2 separate regions of the Sus scrofa genome follow, and region 1 is linked to region 2. The links are chromatin contacts, called in public Hi-C maps. All regions are on one chromosome and are shown on one strand. Each heading gives the region's core, a stretch centred on a gene start, on an enhancer-like site or on the middle of the called end of the contact. The rest is flanking DNA. Distances are from core to core; before and after follow the strand shown.

Evidence for each region. Hi-C and Micro-C count contacts between places; a contact is called where the count stands out from the background.
Region 1: a contact with region 2 is called in a Hi-C map of liver, with 9 times the contacts expected there. The contact joins the promoter of TMEM102 here to the promoter of WRAP53 in region 2. A contact is called at or near these places in 5 of 47 Hi-C or Micro-C datasets (alveolar macrophages, heart right ventricle, liver and 2 more) and 2 of 2 datasets of contacts at active chromatin or transcription factors (alveolar macrophages and skeletal muscle).

What each region holds. Positions count from the first base shown.
Region 1 is chr12:52,734,463-52,740,816 of Sscrofa11.1, forward strand. It overlaps TMEM102 (transmembrane protein 102), which reads left to right and starts at 4,480. Exons shown (of 9, transcript XM_021067827.1): 1 at 4,480-5,439; 2 at 5,526-5,704; 3 at 5,707-6,130; 4 at 6,133-6,354. The coding sequence starts at 5,226.
Region 2 is chr12:52,952,352-52,959,225 of Sscrofa11.1, forward strand. WRAP53 (telomerase Cajal body protein 1) reads left to right here and starts at 2,323. Exons shown (of 10, transcript XM_003131944.4): 1 at 2,323-3,062; 2 at 3,210-3,308; 3 at 3,415-3,526. The coding sequence starts at 2,659. TP53 (tumor protein p53) reads right to left here and starts at 1,435. Exons shown (of 11, transcript NM_213824.3): 1 at 1,324-1,435.

The DNA.
Region 1 (6,354 bases), core at 3,230-5,729, 220 kb before region 2:
CATAAGAGCCCAGGCCTTGTCCAAACCTCTGGCCTCCATAAGTGCTCAGGCCTTACCCAAGACTCCGGAGACTACAAGAATCCAGGCCTTACTCAAAATTCTGGACTCACCAGGAGCCAAGGCCTTACTCAAGGTTCTGATATCCATAAGAATCCGGCTCTTCCCCAAGCCACTGAAGTCAAAAGGAGATGTGGCCTTACCCAAGATGTTGGAATTTGCAAGAGCCCAGAGCATACCCACGACCCTAACGTCCACGGGTACCCAGGAATTAATACAGATCCTGGCCCTCGCAAGGGCCCAGTCCAGACCCAAGACTCTGGCCTCCCCAAGGACTCCGGCCTTCCCCAGGGATCAGGCCTCCCAAGGACCCGGGCCTCATCCCACATCCTGTCTTCCACCAGAACCCAGGTCTCACTCCAGGAACTGACACGGTCCCAGTCTCGGGCCTACATCAGACCCGAACATCTTTTATACCTGAGGCGCTTCCTCGAAAGGAGGGTGCAGAGCAGCACGTACCATGGCCTTCTGTCCGTCCAGGTCAGAACTCCTGCTCTCCCAAGGCTCAGGTCATCTACAATGACCTGCAAACCTTCTCAGAGGTACCTGTGCTAATTGAGCTGCAGTCATCCTCCCGGCGAGCAGGCAGCCAGGACTGGGTGTACCACCCTGCGGATACAGCTCTGCCAGCCTGCCAGAACTACCGCCAGATGTCTATGCCTCCCAAAGCCAACTGGAAGCCCTACTGCCCTGGGTCGGGCACCCGGGTAGGGCATGTGGTCTTTGACGCCCGCCAGAGACAGTTTGGGGGGGCCAAGGACAAGTGCGAAGCTCTGTCTCCCAGGCGCCTTTGCAGAGAGACACCCAGCAACTTACCAGGGACCATTAAGGAGTGGGGATATCAGTGTGTGATGAGACCCTTGGGAAAAGAGGGGACAGATGTGCATGAGGAATAAAGAGGCAAAGAGACGTATCCTGTGCTTGCTTGAGGCCATCCGCCCCAGCCCCAGCCCACGGAAACCATCCCTGCTTCCCCTCCACAGCTGCATGGCTCAACCCATTATCCCCAAGGCCCTAGAGCTGCACTGTCCATCACAGTAGCCACTAGCCAAATATGCCTTTGAGAATGTACATTCGTTAAAATTAAAAAAATTTAGGCGTTCCCGTCGTGGCGCAGTGGTTAACGAATCCGACTAGGAACCATGAGGTGGCGGGTTCAACCCCTGGCCTCGCTCAGTGGGTTAAGGATCCGGTGTTGCCGTGAGCTGTGGTGTAGGTTGCAGATGCGGCTCAGATCCCATGTTGCTGTGGCTCTGGGTAGGCCAGCGGCTACAGCTCCAATTCAACCCCTAGTCTGGGAACCTCCATATGCCGAGAGAGCGGGCCTAGAAAAGGCATCAAGACAAAAAAAAAAAAATAAAAATTGAAAAATCTAAAATCCTCTTCCTCAGTCTCACGATCTTCCAAGTCCTCAACGGCTGCCTGCAGCCAGTGGCTACTGTATGGCACAGCACAGATTTACATTCCCAGCATCACAGAAAATGCTATTGAAGAGCAATGCGCTTTAGAGTTTGGAGGAACTTGGAGTTCCGTCGTGGCACAGTGGAAACAAATCCGACTAGGAACCATGAGTTGCAGGTTCGATCCCTGGCCTCGCTCAGTGGGTTAAGGATCTGGCATTGCTGTGGCTGTGGTGTCGGCCGGCAGCTGTAGCTCAGATTAGACCCCCAGTCTGTGAACCTCCATGTGCCACAAGGGCAGCCCTAAAAACGAAAAAAAAAAAAAACAAAAACAAAAAAAGCGATTGGAGGACTTTAACTTTCCTTGTCACCCATCCCCAGCATTTAAGGCTCCCACAGACAACTTGGTTCATTTTTTTTTTTTTCTTTCTTTTTAATGGCCACGCCCATGGCCTAGGGAAACTCCTCGGCCAGGGATTGAATACCCATGCCACAGCTGCAGCAACACCAGATCCTTTAACCCACTATGCCAGACTGGGGATCAAACCTGCGTACTACGGTAACCGCATTCAGTGCCAAGCCGTTGCAGTAGGATTCTTTTTTTGTTGTTTTTTGGGGTTTTTTTTTTTGTCTTTTTTTCCTTTTCTAGGGCCACTCCCCAGGCATATGGAGGTTCCCAGGCTAGGGGTCTAATTGGAGTTATAGCTGCCGGCCTACACTACAGCAACAGCACTGCGGGATCTGAGCCGCATCTGCAACCTACACCACAGCTCACGGACACTGAGCAAGGGCAGGGATCGAACCCGCAACCTCATGGTTCCTAGTCGGATTCGTTAACCACTGCGCCACGACGGGAACTCCCTGCAGTAGGATTCTTAACCCACTGCGCCGCAGCAGGAACTCCAGAACTCAGTTCTTTTTAGGATATCTCAGAAGCCACTCTCTGGGGAGGAATAAGCTGTAGGGATGGACGCCCAGTGCCTGATGTCCCCAGACAGTGGGAAAGAGCCTAGGCTTCTGGTTCCCTGATCTGGTCTCTTGGGTCACACCCAGATGTGTGGAAACTTGCTCCCCCATTCTGGGCTGTGTTCGGGGCTCTTGGTTAGTGATGGAGAGATGACCTCTCTTTGTCAATGACTAGGAACCTCTGAGATTTCGGCTCCCCAACTGAGCTTAGAGTCTGAGTCCCCTCCTTTACAGGCCTCTAATTTTTCCAGGTGTCTCCACTTAATTTTTGCCCATGAACTTAGGCCTAGTTCACTATAGAAGCAGATCTCTGGGAATTCCTGTCATGGCTCAACGGAAACAAATCTGATTAATATCCATAAGGCGGCAGATTTGATCCCTGGCCTTGCTCATTGGGTTAAGGATCTGGTGTTGGCGTGCTCTGGTGTAGGTTGCAGACATGGCTCAGATTTGGCATTGCTGTGGCTGTGGTGAAGGCCAGAAGCCACAGCTCCTATTCAACCCCTAGCCTGGAAACTCCATATGCTGCGGGTGTGGCCCTAAAAAGACAAAAAAATTTTTTTTAAAGAAATAGGTCTCTGGGAAAAAGGAAGATAAGAATTCCTGGTCTAGGGGTTCCCGTCGTGCCGCAACAGAAACAAATCCGACTGGGAACCATGAGGTTGTGGGTTCGATCCTTGGTCTTGCTCTGTGGGTTAAGGATCCGGCGTGGCTGTGAGCTGTGGTGTAGTCAAAGATGTGGCTCGGATCTGACATTGCTGTGGCTGTGGTGTAGGCCAGCAGCTACAGCTCTAATTAGACCCTAGCCTGGGAACCTCTGTATGCCACAGGCGTGGCCCTAAAAAGACAAAAAAAAAAAAAAAAAAAAAGAATTCCTGGCATAGCATGAATTGGTCTGATCTGTGAGCCTACCTCTGGTTTCCTATCTTTCTGTCCTATTTTTCTGGCTCCTAGTTTTATCCTGGACTTAAACTGTGCTCATGATAGCACTGGTCACTGAAAGCAATTTCCTTCCCCTGATAATTTTCCATTGTCCTGCTCTAGCCCAGCTGGGAGGTTCCTCTGGACTTGATCTTCAGTCCTGGTAACTCTTCCGTGTATACAGATGAGCTGCAAGATTCCAAAGTGTTTTCCCTGCCACCATTCATGTGTGTCGGAGGCGGGCATCGCTCATATATGTCCCTTCCCTGAGTTGGATGTCCATCCCTGGGTCGCTACCTGTATGGTCTTAACTAACACTTCTATCATCAATTCCAAGTGCTATGTCCCCATGCAGCTGGAGAGTCCCCTTCCAACACCTCTCTGGCTCGGCTCTGACCTTGGACAAGTCATGTGCAAGGCTTTCAAGGCTATTGTCTCATCTCTAAAACGAAATGCGAGGAGTTCCCCTCGTGGCTCAGTGGTTAACGAATTCGACTAGGAACCATGAGGTTGCGGGTTCGATCCCTGGCCTTGTTCAGTGGGTTAAGGCTCCGGCGTTGCCATGAGCTGTGGTATAGGTCGCAGACATGGCTCAGATCCTGCGCTGCTGTGGCTCTGGTGTAGGCCGGCGGCTACAGCTCCGATTTGACCCCTAGTCTGGGAACCTCCATGTGCTGCGGGAGCAGCCCTAGAAAAGCAGAAAGAGAAAAATAAAATAAAATAAAATGAAGTGAGAACTGAATGGAAGAACCCTTCTAGATTTAGGTGACCAGGACTCCTCTACTGACACGTGAGACTTAAAGGCCCTTGTTTCTCCCCAGGCCCTAGGGTACGTCCCCCACAGTTTTTATTTTATTTTATTTTTTGGCATTTTAGGGCCACACCTGTGGCATATGGAGGTTCCCAGGCTAAGGGTCGAATCAGAGCTGTAGCCGTCGGCCTACACCACAGCCACAACAACGCGAGATCTGAGCCGCATCTGCCACCTACACCACAGGCTCACAGCAACGCCGAATCCTTAACCCACTGAGCGATGCCAGGGATCGAACCTACATACTCATGGATCCTAGTTGGTATCGTTAACTGCCGAGCCACGAAGGGAACTCTTGTCCCCATTATTGTTTGCTATTCAGATCCATCCTATTACACCTCCGCTCTAACTCCACGAGTTTGAGTGGGGTTGACCTGGGCTTGGAAAGACACAGAACAGTTTATCGCCATAGAAACTACAACTTCCATCAGGCACTTCTTCAACGGAACAGGAAAGGATGTGGGGGCGTGGCCCCAACGCCCTGGTAGCTTGGAAGACAAACTACAACTCCCAGGATGGCCTTGAGATCTCAGTCGAGCGAAAAAAAGGAGTGAACTCGGCTGGAGGCTGGGCGGGGCCCGAACCGCCCCGACAGCCTCCAGAAAGGGGCGTGATCGTAATTTAGGGGCGTGGCCTCGTGGGCAGCAGGAAGAAGTTACCTGTTGACTCGCTCTATCCATTTTTTTTTCTCCCCCGGCCCTTGCAGCTACCCGTAAGAGGGAAGCCGCAAACCACAAGCCTCTTCCGAAAAAGAGGTAAGGGGAGGTAGACAAGGGCGGCGGAGGAGACTGGCTATTGCATTCCGCAGGAGGGCTCCAACAGCTACTTTTTACCTGCTGAGTCAGGTGAACCGGTCCATCGGGGCGGGGACCAGCATATGAGAAAAGGAAAAGGACATAGGAGGTATTTATTTGTTCGTTTTCCAGACTAAATTTAGAGCCCTTCACCTGCAGACCCCAGTGCTCGGAAAAAGAGAAAAAACGGGGGCGACTTCTCTGCAGCAGAAGGAGAGACCTGTCTGGGCTTCCCTCCGTCGGTGTACCTCCTAGCCGCCCCCCCCAAAAGACAGAATGGCTTCCGCCGTCTGGGGGAGTGCTCCTTGGTGGGGCCCACCGCCCCCAGCCCCAGCCCGGCCGCTCACGGACATAGACTTCTGCTCTGGTGCCCAGCTGCAAGAACTAACCCAGCTGATCCAGGAGCTGGGTGTGCAGGAGAGCTGGAGTGACGGGCCCAAGCCGGGACCAGACCTCCTCCAGGCTAAGGACTTTGTTTTCTCTTTGCTGGGTAAGTAACCCTAACCTTTGGCAGCTCTCAGCCCCGCCCCGCCCCAGCTTTGGTTCACGCCCTCACGATCCCTTCTCTTTCCTTAGGTCTCATTCACCGTCGGGACCCTCGCTTTCCTCCCCAGGCAGAGCTCTTGCTGCTTCGTGGCGGAATTCGCGAGGGCTCCCTGGATCTGGGGCCTACGCCTCTAGGTCCCTACGCCCGGGGACCTCACTATGACACCGGCTTCACGCTCCTGGTGCCCGTGTTTTCACTAGACGACACTGGCAGGAGCTGCAACTGGACGTGGGATCCTGTTACGCATGGGTCTGCCTCCCAGAGCAGGTACGCGGAGCCTCCATCAGGGAGGCATGGCAGGATTGCCTAGGACCCCCAGTCCCCGGAGAAGGTGATTCCATCCACCCAACCCAAAGTGAAGAAAGTCTCAAGGACCCGAAAACCTCTGTGGACCAGCCGCACGGTGACGTCACTGATCCTGAGGCACACGAGTCTTTGGAAAAATCACCTAGTAACGTTTCAGTGCCAGAGTCGCCTCAGCAAGACGCAACCGATGTTGGCTTTCCCTCACCATTGAAAAAAACGAATGGTGACGTCACCAAAGCAGCCGACGTTAGCCCAATGCCACAGCCCCAGCCGTCGGAGGCTCGGGAGGCATGGCCCACATTGTGTCCCGCCCAGGTGGCTGCCTGGTTCTTGCTTCGCTGGCTGCGGTCGCTGAGTCCCTGCTCCCGGTCCCAGGTGCCCCGCGCTTGGTTCACGCAGCCCGCCACGCTGGGTACACCACCATCCTGCTGGCTACGCCCGGGCCCCCGCGCCGACTCCTGCTTTTCGACCTGATCCCTGTGGTGTCCGTGGCCGGCTGGCCCGAGGGGGCTCGGAGCCACTCGTGGGCCGGCCCGTTGGCCACGGAGTCGT
Region 2 (6,874 bases), core at 1,073-3,572:
GGCGACCGCGCCCTAAATGGTGAAGATGCCCCAGGAGAGCATTCGACGGACTCCGCGCGGGGTCAAGCCGCCTCCCGCAGGCGAGAACTAGCCGGGACCGGAGGGCTGCACTTGGGAGCTCCGTCCCCGCCCCTCTCCAAGCCCCGCCCCTTCCGCTTTCACGACGTTCATTCTGCGTCCGAAAATGGGGATGGCTCAGCCCAAAGCCGGATACAGAAGAAATTGTTTCTCTGCCACAAACAAACAACCCCATCGTTATGCTTTTTTATCGTTTAAATCTCAGATGTACCCATTCTCGAAGATACCCAAGGTTTGCCTTCTGATATTTAAAGAAAAGAAAACCGCCCCAGGCAATGGTAGCGTCCGCCTGGTTAGCAGACAACCAGGAAGGAGCACACCATTCACAAGAGGGGGAGGGACTGAGGTTTGCATCATAACAAATGCTTTTTCCTTCCCAAAAGCGGTGGCTAAGTAGTCCATGAAGGACAAAAAAAAGGTAGAGGGGGTTAACAGCCCCTTGCAGCAAGCAATAGGAACCAGTTTAAAAGACCTTTTCTCTTTCTACTTCCCTCACATCGGGTGAATAGTGGGCTGTTCCGAAGAAAAGAAACCGGAAATGCTCCTGCGAGTGGCAGAAATGTAAATGCAGAGCCAAACAATAACAGGGCTCCCGGGCCTCTCCGGCCGGGTTACTCCTCCGAGGCTTCGCGGGCAAACCTCTTGTTTAGCATGTCCCATTTCCACAACTGACAGCCTTTAAATGGACTTTCTCCATCCTGAGGCGCTGAAGGCCAGTTGGAAAGTTCACTCAAGAAAGGACAAAGGTCCGGAAGTTAGCACCTTGGACTTCCCGGAGCACTCCGGATAACCACTTCGGAATGGAGTCCAGGGTTCCACTGGGATGCCATACGCACTAAAATCTCGAGCCATAAATCCCCAAAGTTCCAAGATCCCAAAGCCTCGGACCTTGATGCTTTGTGTGTCTTATTAAGGGCTCCCCCACACCGGGTACTGAAATGGGGTGGTGGCGGTGGTGGGGAAGAACCCCTTAGGCAGGCTCAAGTTTTCCCCAAAGCCCCACTACCCGGCGCAGGTGTTCAGCTTTTTAGTTCGGTTGGTCCTAACATCCCTATCATCTACACTCAGGCCTCCCAACATTGCATTCCTCTGTTGATGCCGCTAGAAGAACTTCCATTTCCCCCCCCCCCCCAAATCACTAAATCTTTCGCTCCACCTCCATCCTCCTTTCTTCTGAGCTGAAAATACACAGACCCGAGAGCCCATGACTCATAGAGTATTCATCAGGCTCAGTTAAGAGCTTACCCGAAGCTCAGGAGAGCGTGTCACTGTCCTGGGATGCACGCTCGAGACGGGACGTCAGGTGACCCCGGAGACCAGCAGCTACCTGCGCCAAGGATGGTGGCCCTGGACTTTTGAGGAGCTCAAAACTTTTAGCGCCAGTCCGAGCACATGGGAGGGGAAAATCCCAATCCCAGCAACCATCGCGAGACTCCTGGCACAAAGTCGCCATGACAAGTAAGGGCAAGCAATTACCCTGCGGGCGGTGGCGACGGACGGAGGTGGTGAGGGTGAGGGGAGTCAGGATTCCTGCTGTGTTGGTTTTGTAGCTACTGACAGTTTGCGGTGAAGAAATTCGACAACCCAGATCTGTGAGAACAGAATTGGTGGAAACCATTTTGAAAGACTTGTCCCCGAGTCAGACATGAAGGTGAAAGAAAGACAGCCTTTGCACCTTTTGCCTGGAACTCTGCTCTCCCAGATGGCTGGATAGTTCCTCATTAGCTAAAATGTCAATTTTTAGGAAGACCTTCCTTAATGTTCCAAGCTAACGTATTCTCCTAGTTACGTTGTATCACACTGTCTTGTTTAATTTCCTTCCTAGACCCTATCACGTTTTGAAATAATTTGTTCCTTGCCTTCAATACACAGCAACCTAAGCGTTAGGAGAGCAGAGACCTTGCCTACTATCTTATTCATTCTTGTCTTTTCCAGTACAGTACTGGGTAGCAAAGAAGAGCTCAATGATAAATATTTATTGAATGAATGAAAAGAGACGGAGGTCTGAGGAGTTGAGATGCAAAACAGGTTCAAACCCCGTAAAAACAAATATAGCGCTCGCGCCCTCTGCAGGTGGGGAGGGGAGTAGGTGCTTGAAGAATGATAGCGCGAGGAGCTCAGACACATCTCCCTGACTCAGAAGCTCTCGGACTACAAGTCCCAGCAGGCACTAGGAGATTCAGGACTGGAGGGGAACGGTAACCCGTGACCTGTTACGTCCCTGCCCCGCCCCTCTTGTGGGTCGCCCGCGAAGTCTGATCCGGGATGCGGAGGTCCAATCGAATGGTGGGCCCAAATCCCGCGAGAACAGGTGGCGCGTAGCCACCGACAGGGCTAAGGATCGCCGAGCTCTCCAACATTCCTGTTCGCCCGCCTCGCCTCGCGAGGCCTGGGGGCGGGGGGCTGTTTTCTGTCCTATCCCGGGAGCAGAAAGAAGGCACTGCTGGGTTTCTCCAGTTCTGCGTCCGGATCCGTGCGAACTTACGGCGGTCTCTGCCGTTCCGCAGGCCCGGCAGCTGGTAGCCGGCGGGAAGAGGATTGCCTGGCCGCGGCCAATGTTTGCCGTGCTTCCTCTGCAGTATGAAGACCCCGGAGGCGCCAGTGTTAGCTCCGGACTGCCTTCCTTCAGACCAGGCCCCAGCTGCAGCCCGTCTCTCTCCTCAGGCTTCCTCGATGGATAAAAATACGAACCCTGAACAGACGCCACCGCCACCCGATGGGGATGATGCGCCCCGGATATCCCCGGATCCTGGAGCTGGCTCGGCCGTGTCCCAGGAGCTGGGGGAAGGGGACCCAGCTTCTCTCTCCACTCCGTTGGAAGCTGAGTTTGATACTCCTAGTGAGTTGAGCCCTCGAATCGAGGAGCAAGAACTTTCTGAAAAAGTGAGCCTTCCTGCAGAAGAAACGAACAAGCCAGAGTTGGGGCCGGGAGAAGACATGGAAGATGTGTCTGAGGAACCCGCTCCAGAGGATGAGGGATACACGTAAGTGCTGATGGCAGTTGGCTCAGGAATCTGAGGAGGTTGGAAATGTGAGATATATCTCATCCGCCAGTCCTCAGCCCCACTTCTCCAGGCCCATTTCTCCTTGGCTTTGGCGACCCAGGTTTGTCTTCCCCATCTTCCTTCCAGCACTTGGAACTACAGCTTCTCGCAGCTACCCCGGTTTCTTAGCGGTTCCTGGTCAGAGTTCAGCACCCAACCTGAGAACTTCTTGAAAGGCTGTAAGTGGTAAGTAAGGATGAGGAGGGGGCTCACCTCTGCCACAGGTCTGCTCAGCTCAAGCCCAACACTCGCAAGATACAGGTCTATCCAGGCTTCTCTCTCCTACTCCTAGGGCCCCTGATGGTTCCTGCATCCTGACCAATAGTGCTGATAACGTCCTGCGGATTTATAACCTGCCCCCAGAGCTGTACAGTGAGGGGGAGCAGCTGGAATACGCAGAAATGGTAAGGGTAGGGACTAACTGCCCCTTCCTCAGCCAGGGCACTTTTAAGTCCTGCCTGTAGATGGAGAAAGTACAGTCCACATGTTTCCTGTCACAAACAGGGTATTTTTTCACCGTGAGTTTCCACAGGTAGCATTTTCGGCCGTCAGTTCCGAAGTCATTTAAAGTGATATTTGGCTTATCTTTCATTAGGAATATATGTTTTCCATAAAGGAGTAGTGGATTTCTCTCCGTAGTTTTTAATTGACTTTCAGATATTTATTGAATGACCACTAATATGCCACCTACTGTGTTTGGTGTTGGGGTGAAGTGATGAACGAGACAGATGAAGAACTGGTTTGCTTTCTTGTGTGGGAAACATGTTACCCAATAAGCAGTCAAGTTCATTATTGAGTTTAACAAATACCATGAAGGGGTATTTGTTAAATACCGCAATGGGAATGAATCCAGCTAGGAACCATGAGGTTGCAGGTTCAATCCCTGGCCTTGCTCAGTGGGTGAGGGATCTGGCATTGCCGAGAGCTGTGATGTAGGTCACAGATGCGGCTCGGATACTGCATGGCTGTGGCTGTGGTTATGGCCGGCAGCTGTAGCTCCGATTCGACCCCTAGCCTGGGAACCTGCATAGGCCACAGGTGCGGGCTTTAAAAAAAAAAAATATATATATATATATATATACCGTGAAGGAAGTAAACAGAATGAGGAGAGATTAACCAGAGGATACCACTTTAAATAAAGTGGCTGGGGAGGAGTTCTCTGAAAAGGAAACATTTGAGCTAAGACCTGAAGGATGACAAGATCGGCATGTGAAGAGGTATAGAAAGAGTGCTCCACAAAGAGGCAGAGATGTGGGAATTCCCGTCGTGGCGCAGTGGTTAACAAATCCGACTAGGAACCATGAGGTTGCGGGTTCGATCCCTGGCCTTGCTCAGTGGGTTAAGGATTTGGCGTTGCGGTGAGCTGTGGTGTAGGTTGCAGATGCGGCTTGGATCCCGCATTGCTATGGCTGTGGCGTGGGCTGGCAGCTACAGCTCTGATTCGACCCCTAGCCTGGGAACCTCCATATGCCGAGGGAGCGGCCCTAGAAAAGACAAAAAAAAAAAAAAAGAAGGGGGCAGAGATGCTACAACAACCCAGAGAACCCAGAGCTGGGAAAGAACTTCATGTGTTCAAGGAACAGAAAGAAGGCCACCATGCCTGATGCCAGATCTTGTGGGTGGGGCCTTCGGAGTGCCTCTGGGAAGCCATGGGAGAGTTTTAAAAGAGAAGAGTGTTGGGAGTTCCCATTGTGGCTCAGTGGGTTAAGAACCAGACTAGGATCCATGAGGAGGTGGGTGCCATCCCTGGCTTTGCTCAGTGGGTTAAAGGATCCGGCGTTGCCATGAGCTGCACGCATAATTCGAAAATGTGGCTCAGATCTGGCGTTGCTGTGGCTGTGGTGTAGGCGAGCAGCTGTGGCTCCAATGTGAGCCCTAGCCTGGGAACTTCCATATGCCACAGGTGTGGCCATAAAAAGAAAAATAAAAAATAAAAGAGTGAAATGATAGTTGAAGTTTATTTACTCATTTATTTTGGCTGCACATGAAAGTTCCCAAGCCCAGGATTGAACCCGTGCCACTGCAGTAGCAATGCCAGATCCTTAACCACCAGGCCACCAGGGAATTCTGATGGACTGTGAGTGGTCAAGAGTGGAGACTCTGTTAAGACGCAGTTTGTCATAGTCCAGGCGAGAAACGATGCTGGCTTGGGCTGGGGTGGCATCAGGAGAGAGAGAGATGGGTGGAGTTGAAGTATATTTTGTGGGACTGCGAAGCCAGTGGGGTGGATGGAGATACAGTTCACTTGGGAAGTGAAGAGCTCTTGGGATGGAAGTCAAGGGTTTTTAGGTCGCGGCAATGTAAATCTAAGGGGAGACTTTGAGAAGGGTGCTCGGGATGTAGTTTGGGAGTGGGAGAGCATCTTGTGGCTTGAGAGTGGATTCAGTCTTGAGAGAGAGCATAGATGGAGAAGGAGAAGGCTCAAGCAGAGCCTGGAATGCTCCGGCGTATGGAGGAGGGTGCAGGAGAAATTACGAAAGTGGAGGCACAAGTCGCATTTTTTTTTTGTTTTTTGCTGTGGCTGTGTGGCAAATGAAAGTTCCTGGGCCAGCAGTTGAATCCACGCCATAACAGCACCCCAAGTGGCTGCACTGACAATGCAGGATCCGTAATTCTCTGTGCCACCAGGGACCTCCAGAGTCACGTTTAATGCTGTTGAGAGTGGGGGCAAATTTATAGAATGATCCAAGAAGACATTAGTGACCTTGACCAGAGCACGTTCAGAGAAGTGATGGAGGCAGAAGGCAGTTAGGGTGGGTGGAGAGGCAATTCTTTGGAAATGGTTTCCTATGCTGAGAAGGGAGCTGAGAAATGGAATGGTGACCAGTGGGAATGGGGGGGCCCAAGAAAGGTTAACGAGATGCTTCTGTGAGGTCAGGAATAACCCACAGAGGGGAGGAATTGCTGCTGTGGGAGGGAGGCAGGGTGACAAAGCACCTGCAAGGCTGGGTGAAGCCAGGATCCAGAGCACACTGGAGGACGAGGCTAGACTTTGACAGGCGCAGAATCTTTCCAGAATCTTTCCTCACGGTAGGAAGAAAGGCAGAGGTTTCGTTCAAGGCAGCTGTTTGGTCATGGGAAGATTTGGGTGTCTCTGTCTCTTGGCTTCTCAGTGACGCATAAAAGGAGGTTATCAGCTGAAAGAAGAGGATTGTGGGGAGAGAGCCAAAGGGCTTAGTCCCGGGGTGGAAGAATCAAAAGTACCGAGAAATGCAGCAGCCCTGTCACACTTTGCTTAGTGCCCACTAGAAATTTGTTGTATCCATTTAAAATGAGAGCAGTTAGCATGGTTGTGCATCTTTTCCCAGGAGGTTGACTGTAGTTTCTCTGTAAAATGAGGATAATAACTCATCCACCTCAAAGAGTTGTGGTGAGAATTAAAAGAATTAGTTCTGTCGGGGCTCAATGGTGACGAACCCGACCAGTATCCATGAGGACCCGGGTTCGATCCCTGGCCCTGCTTAGTGGGTTAAGGACCCTGTGTTGCTGTGGCTGTGGTGTAGGCCAGCAGCTACAGCTCTAATTCAGCCCCTATCCTGGGAACGTCCATATGCCACAGGTGTGGCGCTAAAGAAAAAAAGGCAGACAAAAAATTAGTGTAAAGTGCTTCAAACAGTGCCTGGCATGCAGGAAGTGTTCAGTACCCACCAGTCGTTCTGGGTGTTAGTTGAGGGCAAGCATGGACTGGGAGGAATGGGGGCCATGGACTAGGTCTGGCTGGGGTTTGCTGGGCGAGAAAGACCCAGGGGGCT